2 separate regions of the Gasterosteus aculeatus genome follow, and region 2 is linked to region 1. The links are chromatin contacts, called in public Hi-C maps. All regions are on one chromosome and are shown on one strand. Each heading gives the region's core, a stretch centred on a gene start, on an enhancer-like site or on the middle of the called end of the contact. The rest is flanking DNA. Distances are from core to core; before and after follow the strand shown. Region 1 holds the start of ap3m2 (adaptor related protein complex 3 subunit mu 2). Region 2 overlaps tet3 (tet methylcytosine dioxygenase 3).

Region 1 (4,732 bases), core at 273-2,772:
TCCACACGTTTCAATGTAGGACCAAGATTTGTCATCTGGTCAAACTTGATATTTTTTTCAGTCTTTTAATGCTGCTATATCAACATTTTTGTCCAAAGTAAAAATTGAATGTTTCATTTTAAGTCTAATTTCCAAAGAATGATGCCACATCTTGTTTGATGTTGCCCCCTACCTGCTATAAAGCATTCCATATTTAAAGAAATGTGGTTTTACTAAGCTCCATTCCATCACTAATTCATACATTTTTCTCCATTGTCGGCGAGCATTTATAGTGAACATTTTGACATGGAATTGCTTTGAGTGTCCTCTAGATGTCCCCAAAGACAAGTGAGCGTGGCAAGTTAAGAAGAATGGAGTGGAAATGAGTTTTATCTTCCAGCACGCTGACATTTTCAACTAAATACATCGACGTGAATCCCTGAACTTTGCTGCGCTGTGAACAGTTGATCTCTATTTCAAAGGAATAGCTCAGAACACACGAGTCCCATTTGTCACATCTATTTAATGTAAAATGTTTTATCAGGTCGCTACGGTCGCCACAATATGCTGAAGGACATGTTTGGTTGTGCATTTTCTATGTCATGCGCGTCAGAGTGATTAAGATCTCCAAATTGTATTAATGTCCTGTGACCTTTGCCTGATGAACTGCGTCTTGTCACAGCAAGTCAAAGCACTCGGAACTCGTCAAGAGCTTCGTTGTGAACGTTTCTGAAGGATGAGGCTGTGAGCCAAACTAAGCTCCGATATCCTAGTTTGGTGTCTTTGCCCGGGAGTTTCACCAATATTTACAGTAAAGATTTGACTTATTGACACTCTGGGGCGGTTTTCTCAAACGCTCATTGTTTGCATGTGTGCTTAGACTTTGTCTTAAAGGTGTGAGCCGCACTTGGAAAGAAGGTGGAACTGCAATATGAAGTAAATTAGTAAGTAAATACTATCTACATATGTTCAATATACTATATAAGGAACTACTGTTTGATTATGATTTGTTTGAAATACTGAATGTTGCTCATTTTCAACAACGCAACAGTTTTTTGAAAGTGCCATGTTTCATTTACATACTGTGTCTTTGTGTTGTCCAAATAACACACTCTGGTCTTGTACAACAATTACAAAAGTCTTCAACAAGAAAAATGCTCAACATGTGTTTTCGTGTCATTCATAAAATACTTTAGTATCAATATCCAAAGGTATTTTGGCTATTTACTTGCTATTTAATTATGACTAGATTAGGGGGCCAATTTACAATTAGATTGGCTCTGTACATAACAAAATAAGTAATTCATTTTAACCTGACCGATTAATTACTGTGTAGTTTTTGAAGAAGTTTTTGAACCATATGTTTTATCTCCTCAAGATGAAATCTGATACTGGAAACAAAATGTCAGACCAGCCACATCTTCAGGCCAATCAGCGGGCAGTCTTACTGGTGTTTACCGAAGCCCCCCCTCTCTTCCACGGACCAATCACAGCCAAGTCTCAAGGCACCAGCTTCCGTATTATTGACCTATAACTCTATTAAGAGGGCGGGATCTCACGAGCTCCCCGGATTCCGATTGGTTCGCTGCAGCGTATCCTTCTCTGTACCAAGCGCTGTTCCACCTAACGGGAAGCGACGACGGCAGCTTAATCTTTCAATTGGAAAAAGGGTGAACGGTGAGACGAAAACGTTAATATTTGTCTTCGGTGAGTCATGTGCAATTGACCCGTTGCCCCAGGGGGGCAAGTGGCGCGTTCTCAGTCAAAACAGCTGCGTTATTTTAAGGTATTTCCATCCCCTGTAGCGGGTGACGGGGCTTTTCCTCCTCTGTCATGAGACCGCGGAGCAGGAGGAGGCATTGATGTAGCATCTCGTATGGCGACGGAGGCCTAAATAAACGGCTCTACAGTGGAGTTAGCTAGCTAGCTAGTTACGCGTTTAGACGTCGTATATTGTTAATACATGTTGTGTAGCTGGCACGTATTCTGGTTCTTGTGGCGCCGAGTTTCATCCGGTCCGAAGTTGATCGCGTCGTCGCATATTTAATGAATATTCCGGTGTCATATTTCCCAGCGACCCGAAGAAGAAGCTGCTCAATGAAAACTGGGTCTGTGGCAAGTTAAATATGGATACGTTATTTTCCCCTTGTATTGTAAGATCTAGATGTTTTTTAATTACTCATTTAAATTTAACAGTTAAAAGTTAAATTAGTCAGTGACATGACAGGATCTTTAACCCTTTCAAATGTTAGATTGTAAATTAGAATACATAGTGTGCAATACGTAACGTAACAAATAATAAAAAATGAGGTAGGTACGTTGTGTTTACAGAGTACACGTACTATGGACTACATGAAATATACAATAGGTACATTGTGTTTACAGAGTACACATACTATGAACTACATGGAATATACAATAGGTACATTGTGTTTACATAGTATACATACTATGAACTACATGAAATATACAATAGGTACATTGTGTTTACAGGTTGCCCATGAACTGGAGAATTGCTTTCACTTTAAAAAAAAAATATATATATATATATATATATATATATATATATATATATATATATTATTTAACAATCTCAATAATAAATATTTTTAAAAACTATTTAAAGTTATGCATTTGTTTCAGCTGTTTTTGGAGCCTTGTTCCACAAACAAAGTTTTTAAAAGCTGCTTGAATACAAATCTACTTTATTGAAGGGTGTATAATACGGTAACGACTTGTCATCTTAAAGTACTAAAGCACAGGTGTAAATGACACAAAGATAAAATGCATGCTGGCTGACTGGACACTTGATGAAACAGGGCTGATATAAATGTGTTATCAGTAATACCTGTACTTTTCCTCCCAGGACTTGTTTTGTGAGTGTTTTTGACTGATGTTGATGTTTCCAAGCGATTCCTTGATAACAAGTTTTGTATATTCAATGTCTGCATTACCACCGTTTAAACCCGTGACCTCTTACTGGTTCCGGCTCTCTCAAAATGGACAGAAAGAACTCCTCTGCTTTCCATCGCCAGCCTCTCCGCCTCCGGCCGCGATGATCCACAGCCTGTTCCTAATCAACGCCTCCGGGGACATTTTCCTGGAGAAGCACTGGAAGAGCGTCGTCAGCCGCTCCGTGTGCGACTACTTCTTCGAGGCGCAGGAACGCGCCTCTGAGCCGGAGAACGTCCCCCCGGTGATACCCACGCCGCACCACTACCTGATCAGCGTGCTCCGCCACCGCATCTACTTCGTGGCGGTCATCCAGAGTGAGGTGCCGCCGCTTTTCGTCATCGAGTTTCTGCACAGGGTCGTCGACACCTTCCAGGTTCTGGCTGCCGTGCATTTCTTTAGCTAGTTAAAAGTTGTTTCATAATTAATATCTGATTTTAAATACCCGTATCCTAACCGTGGTTTTTGTTCGCAGGACTATTTCGGAGTGTGTACAGAGGCCGCCATTAAGGACAACGTGGTGGTGGTTTACGAACTACTGGAGGAGATGCTGGACAATGGCTTTCCGCTGGCCACAGAGTCCAACATCCTAAAAGAGCTCATAAAGCCTCCCACTATTCTCCGCACGATGGTCAACACCATCACAGGTACGGTTCATGTTCACCACGGGGCCCGTAACAAAAAAGGACACCTTAAGCATTCAGTAGTCTTCTAAAGACTCTGATCGTTAAGTCAAATAAAGATAGTGGTGTCAGATATAATGTGCGTGTGATTGAGGTGCTGGACAGATTAGACAAGTTACTGGAGTTTAGGACATAAACATAAGTTATGCATTAACATAACTTTGTAATTGTGGATAATCAATTGGGGAAGTCTCATTGCGATAACCATTTTTACATTTTTTTGATACCCAATCAAGAAGATTATTAAAAGAGTCCTGCAAACTGTACAGTGTAGCATCTTTGCATTCTTTAAAGGCCCATTTCTCAAAAATCTCTTTCAGTATCAAATACATACGCAGAATGTTTGCAGTTTTACTCTTGTGACACTATATAAATGGGCTACGTATAAAAGGACTTATTTTATTTACATCTGCTCTACTTCTGTTTTTCAGGCAGCACCAATGTTGGCGAACAGCTCCCCACAGGCCAGCTGTCAGTGGTGCCGTGGCGACGCACCGGAGTCAAATACACCAACAATGAGGCCTATTTTGACGTAGTGGAGGAGATCGACGCCATCATCGATAAATCGGGTATTGTTCCGATCATCCTGCCGTTCAAACGCTTCATTGGTTGGCCACTTACTTTCATGCCCTATTCAATGGACACTGAAATGAAATGTGGTCATATTCAATTTTATGTTTGCAATAGAAATGCTTTCCTTAAGCATAGAACCTCAGCAGCTTTACTCCACAATGAATCTTGTCTGCATCAGAAAATCCTTCTTAATTTCTTGGGTTTTGTCTCTCTCTAAAATTCTTACATCAACCTCTAACTCTCGTCCTCAGGCTCCACTATTACAGCAGAAATTCAGGGAGTTATTGATGCTTGTGTAAAACTGACAGGCATGCCCGACCTCACGCTTTCATTCATGGTGAGTTCCTTGTATGTTATTTCAATGAGTTCACAAACTCTTTTAATGTCCTCAATGGACACACAGCGTCAGACTCACAAAAGCCATCCAAAGCAATGCATTTTATTCGACTTTATTCCTCAAAATCCCCCGGCACTTCGCCCCTCTCTCCCAGAACCCTCGGCTGCTGGATGACGTCAGCTTCCACCCGTGTGTCCGGTTCAAGCGC
Region 2 (5,221 bases), core at 723-3,222, 43 kb after region 1:
AAGTGGGGGGCTACGGCGGCAGGTGCCAGTCCAGGACCGGGACAATCTAAAGACAAGAGGGAGGGGCCAGTGACGCGGTTAGCACCCACGCTGCACACCTCCACCACGGTGACTGCGTCTCCCTATGCCTTCACCCGCCTCACTGGGCCCTACAGCCACTTTGTCTGAGGTCACGCGGATACAGAAAGACTGACGGCTACAGAGCGGTGCAGCGGAGAGAGCAGGGCGAATGTCTCTCAGCCGTCCCACAGTCTGGTCTCTCCATCCTGGCCCCCTCCAGTCCAATAGAGGGGGGGGGGACATTTTTATTGTTTTTTACCTCATGTCAGGCAGGTGTTTGGGCTTCAGACACACTGCCTGTGGTGCTCTTCCTCTCTCTTCCCTGTAGAGGATCTCCATTGCTTTTTCTTGTTCATAGAATTTTAATGATTCTAATTATTGCTATTATTAGCGCTATTATTATGATTGCTATTGTTACTGTCAATGTTGTTATTACAGGTATTATTATAATGAAGACTTGTTTGTTTTTTATTATTGCTGTTTTCATTAATGTTATTATTAATGATGTGATTGTTTTTGGTTATATATATTTTTTTTAAATCAATCAGTCTGTCAGACTTAGACAATTGCTTTTCCATGTTTGGAAAACGTGTACCCTTTTTTGTTTCTGATTTGTTTGTTGTTGTCAATCTTCCAGCTGTACTTAGAGGAGGAGCCATTATCGGCCTTGTAAGACAGCAAATCAACATTATGGAAATCATATGTACGCATCTGAAAAAAGGGTTTTTCAGTGGGCTTGTCTCAGATATCAATCTCTATTTAAAGATGTACAGATGTGTATCTTTGATTTTATGGCAAGAAGCCCTCTGTAAAAGTTAATTCCAATTATTGTCAACCTGGGGCTCTATTTTCTAGTTTTATTACTATTCCTGATCACGAATACGTTGACCAACAGCCCTGCTTTCTTATACACAAAATACAGTATCACTGTAGCGAAGCCTTCCAACAGCCATTTTTATATTTTCTATAGCATGGAATTTGCATATACTGTATCTTTGTATTTGCATCCGTTCACATTTCCCCGTTACCTGGGAAAATGTGAACTTCAGCCTTCCGGCAAAAAAATTCCAGTTGCCCCTTAAAACACATTTGGATAAGATTTAGCTGCCTCTGTTGCCGTCGGATGACGTGCTCCTCCTCCTCCGTACCCCTTCAGACTGGTGCTCAACTTCCAGCTGTGTTTGATTTTCATTCCGCTACTCTCCATGGCACTTGATGCTGAACTTAGGTGCTCTCTAACCCGGCTCGACTATTATCAGCAAGTGAATTTGTTTTGCCCGAGGTGGAGTGTCAGAATGAGGAGCTCTATTGCTTTAAGACATCGGCGACGAGAGATTTGCTTCACAAATCCTGTCACGTGCTCCTGTAAACTGTACATATCTGGCACTCCGCTGGGGGACAAAAATAAGTGACGCTATTTGCAAATGCCGTTCCACCCAGTTCGGCAACTGGCACGTAGATGGGTAACAGGTGGCACACTTTATCTTCCTATTACATTCAAGTATGCGGGAGCACCTCGCAGTGTAAACTCTAGAGGGCAGCAGTGGCTGCCGCTTCAAAGTGGTGTGTACAAACAAACCGTGTAGCGCGTGAGCTCCATCCGGCAACCAGCAGCCTCTCCTCGCTACTTCAACAAGCCGCTGCCAGCAGAGGGGGATCTCAGGCCCGTTAGCGGACCGCGGATGGGCGTTGTGATGTAGTGGATCTCACGGCGCGGATGTGAGCGGGTGCTCTTTTGGAAGCCCGTCCTGGGGTTGTGCAGAGGGAAATGGTGTTTGGGACAGCGGTGCTTTTGGTGCTAGTACACACACACACCCTCACGTAGACACACACGCACACACACTCTCCGGTGCTCTCCTGCTACACTTGATATACTGTGAAGGGCCCCCTCCTTCCTCTGCATGGTGCTGTCATCTTAGAGCAGAGAGAGGGAGAGAGACGCGTCCTTCTGCGGGCGCCCCGTCTCCACAGAGCCAGTCAATCAAAGGAGCCGCCCCGCGGCGGCAGATCTGACGCTGGGCCTCACAACCGGTTTCATTTTAAGGTGCTTTTTGCAAATTATTATGGAAATGTGGGTTTTGTCTCACACGGCGCTCTGTACGGGGCAGAGAAAGCACAGTAAGTTCAGTGCATCGCCCGTAAGCCTATTCACAGAGATAGACAACAGTGAAATGGAGAAGTGGAGACCTGGGACTTGGCGTCAAATGCAAGAGTCAATGAATCTCTCGGTTTGCGTGTGTGAAAGGGACTCAAACACATGGTTGCGTGTAAGAGAAAAACCAAAGAGAGACTATTTGACGGCCTGGAAAGAGTCTTGTGAGCCGCTCGTTTGTTGTTATCGGGCGTCGACAGTGGGGCTGTTTGATTCGTGGTATTCGAGCGGGGACACGGTTGCCTCGCGGCGTCTGTCAGAAATGAAAGTGAGCGGCTAATATTGGATAGAGGCAGACTCCTGGCTGCCCGGTGGTTGTTTGGTCCAAGGCCCCGGGCATTTGGTGTAGGACCGCGATACCTCTCCCGAAGGTCTCCAGCTCTCTACCTCGCGCTGTAGAGACACTGGTCACAATCAGCAGAAATCATGCTTATGTCCTTTTGTGTGCTCTAAATCTCCACACTCATTTTAACCTGTTTTCTTTTGGGTTTTTCTACTCTTATTTATTACTACATGGTGATGATGATAATGATTGTCTTTGATGTTATTGTTTTTTCATCTTTTTTTATATAGCTAATACAAATTGTACATAGAGAAGAAAAGATTTATAAAAGCACTTTTAATCTTGATTTTAAACAAAAAGAAAGAGCCGACTATTGACAACTTGAAGCTTAGTTTTTTTGTTTTGTTTTTTTTCTCAAGAGAGAGATAAAAATGTAAATATTAAAATATTTAGGTAAGATTATTTAACTTGTGATGATAGTAAATAAACCATAAATGACAAGGGGGTATTTTGAAGTCTCTGACAGCCCTCAACAACACCTGGTCCCGAATGTGTTGTGTGTAAATGTGTGCTTAGTAACACTGCTGTTTTTTCTTTTGTAAGTACTGTAACCCCTTGTCAGCATGTAACTGAGACCTGTCACTTTCTACTAAGAAATACATCAGCTCATTAATGTAACATTGAACCAAGCTTGACATACTTACTGGCAAAAGTCAAAATAAGTGAAGGGTACTCCCCAAGAAGATTTAATGGAAGTTGGAGCGAGCCGCTAGCTGGCTTAGCTTAGCATGAAGACGCAAAATGGGGTGGGGGGGGGGCAAGTAGACCGACTCTGTGAACAGGCAACAAAACCCACCCACCAGTACCTCTAAACCCCACTAACACCGTACATTTCATTTATTCATCGGTCCAAAAACCAACGCTTCACCAAGTCAACCTTTGGTTTCATGGTGGTTACGCTGGTTACGAGTCTATAGGCCGTCCGCGTAACCAGGCAACCAGCGGAGACCGCAGGAAGTGACCGCGCCCTGCCACGATGGTGTGTGCACATGGACTAAAACGTTTGGTTTTTGCGCGGATTCATCAGCAGTGCTTCTCGAGCACTTTGCTCAGAGCCAAACTAACCACTGCCCCCTATTTCCAGTCCTTCACGCTGAGCTAAGCTAACTGGCTACTTACGGAAATGAGAGGGGTATACATCGCCTCATCTCATCTTATATTTCCCAGAATATTTACCCTATTCCCTTAATACCATTAAAGCTGCCCTTTACAAATTTGCCCCCGATCCAAAGGAGTGAAGTTTAAAGCCGGGCAGAGGTGGGAATGTTTTTAGCGATCTTTGTCAGTTGTGTTAGACTATCAGGTAAGAGACTCCCTGCTTGTTTAGATGTATCTATGATTATCTACTCATAATAGTAAGTATGTACTTGGCTTAAGAATCATGACGCCCCTTCGGAACACAACTTTGAGTGTTTGGTTTGGAATAATTACTCGTGTGATACACATATTATGGCTCACAGTGGTTTGACCGGTGCTGGGCCCGGAACTGGTACAGTAACGGCACATTTTACTCTTCAAGCATAACGCACGGACCCCATCACACACGCACACAAATGCGTAAACGGGTGCTGAGGACACATCTTAAAATGTCCAACTTCACGAGAGGTCTTCATGAGAAGCGCCTCCTCCCAAGCTCGTTTAAAGACGGGGGGGGATCGGTCAGCTGGTGCTATGATGCTAACACCTAATAATTCACTGTGTAAAAAGACTAAAGATGTGAGGGATAAATAATTACCACAAATATTTTCTGAGCTCTTCGAGAGTCGAGAGAAATACACTTTTGATTCAAGCAGTTTCGCAGTATGAGAAGCTGCTCTGGTGCTGACTTTGTGGAGTCTTTTGTTACGATGCAACTCAACGGGCACTCAAACAGTTCATTACAATCTATTAACATTCTCTCCGTATTGTACTTGAGCTCCTTTAAACAACGATGAAATATAGAGTCATATTGTATGACGACTGTTACCTGGGTTTCATTTTTGGTATCATAGGCTCTTGAAATGATCTTTAAGCAAGTTGTACACTTAATGATGAAGATATTTGAACAATACAAGAATATCTGTTGTGTTTTGCCCCCTTCCTTTCCCTGGTCACGCACTTCCTTTACTCAACCGCTCTCCTATTCTTGACACGTGTATATTTAGTCTTTCTCACACGCACACAAACATAGATATACAGATGCATCTCACTGCGTATGGCCCACATTTAGAAGTCTGCTGAAAACCTAATTTAATGAACACTCTCCAAATTTGGGATGGAGACTTGAACCCCGGCCCGTATTAAAGAAAAAAAAAAAATGAACCTACACAACTGGCAGCTACTTTCCTTTTTGAGTTAGGATTGTTCTTGGTTCTTTATTTTCATGTCAAGGATGCAGTATGTAAAAAAGTGTTTTTGTTCAGTCTCTCTCTCTTTGTAGCTGTATGGTGTATTATGTGAATACATAGTGTATGTGGTAAAAAAACCACAATATTGTTTTATGTTGCGCGATAAATAAAAACATTGAAGTGAAAACTTTGGTTCATTTTATTTTAATGGGTTATTACACTGGGTGATCAACTTGCCACCCTTCCATGTTTCACTGGCGTTAAGGGGAATCCACCATTGCGTTTTCCGGAAAATTGGTTTGAAAAAGGATTTATTTCCTCCGGCTCCATGTGGGTATA

What was found. A called contact is a pair of places that touch in the nucleus more often than the background predicts.
Region 2: a contact with region 1 is called in a Hi-C map of liver, with 6 times the contacts expected there. The contact joins the enhancer-like site here to the promoter of ap3m2 in region 1. A contact is called at or near these places in 6 of 6 Hi-C or Micro-C datasets (blood and trunk muscle, liver, skeletal muscle and 2 more).

What each region holds. Positions count from the first base shown.
Region 1 is chr13:17,853,043-17,857,774 of fGasAcu3.hap1.1, forward strand. ap3m2 (adaptor related protein complex 3 subunit mu 2) reads left to right here and starts at 1,523. Exons shown (of 9, transcript XM_040196032.2): 1 at 1,523-1,656; 2 at 3,015-3,307; 3 at 3,407-3,578; 4 at 4,046-4,183; 5 at 4,439-4,524; 6 at 4,679-4,732. The coding sequence starts at 3,035.
Region 2 is chr13:17,896,014-17,901,234 of fGasAcu3.hap1.1, forward strand. It overlaps tet3 (tet methylcytosine dioxygenase 3), which reads left to right. Exons shown (of 12, transcript XM_040194851.2): 12 at 1-5,069. The coding sequence ends at 168. Among protein-coding and RNA genes, the nearest start is that of LOC120830298, 20 kb to the left of the region's middle. Within about 2 kb of position 1,973, at least 1 of the 9 cell types and tissues checked has open chromatin away from gene starts, as enhancers often do. A contact at or near this core is called in liver, where this site is marked.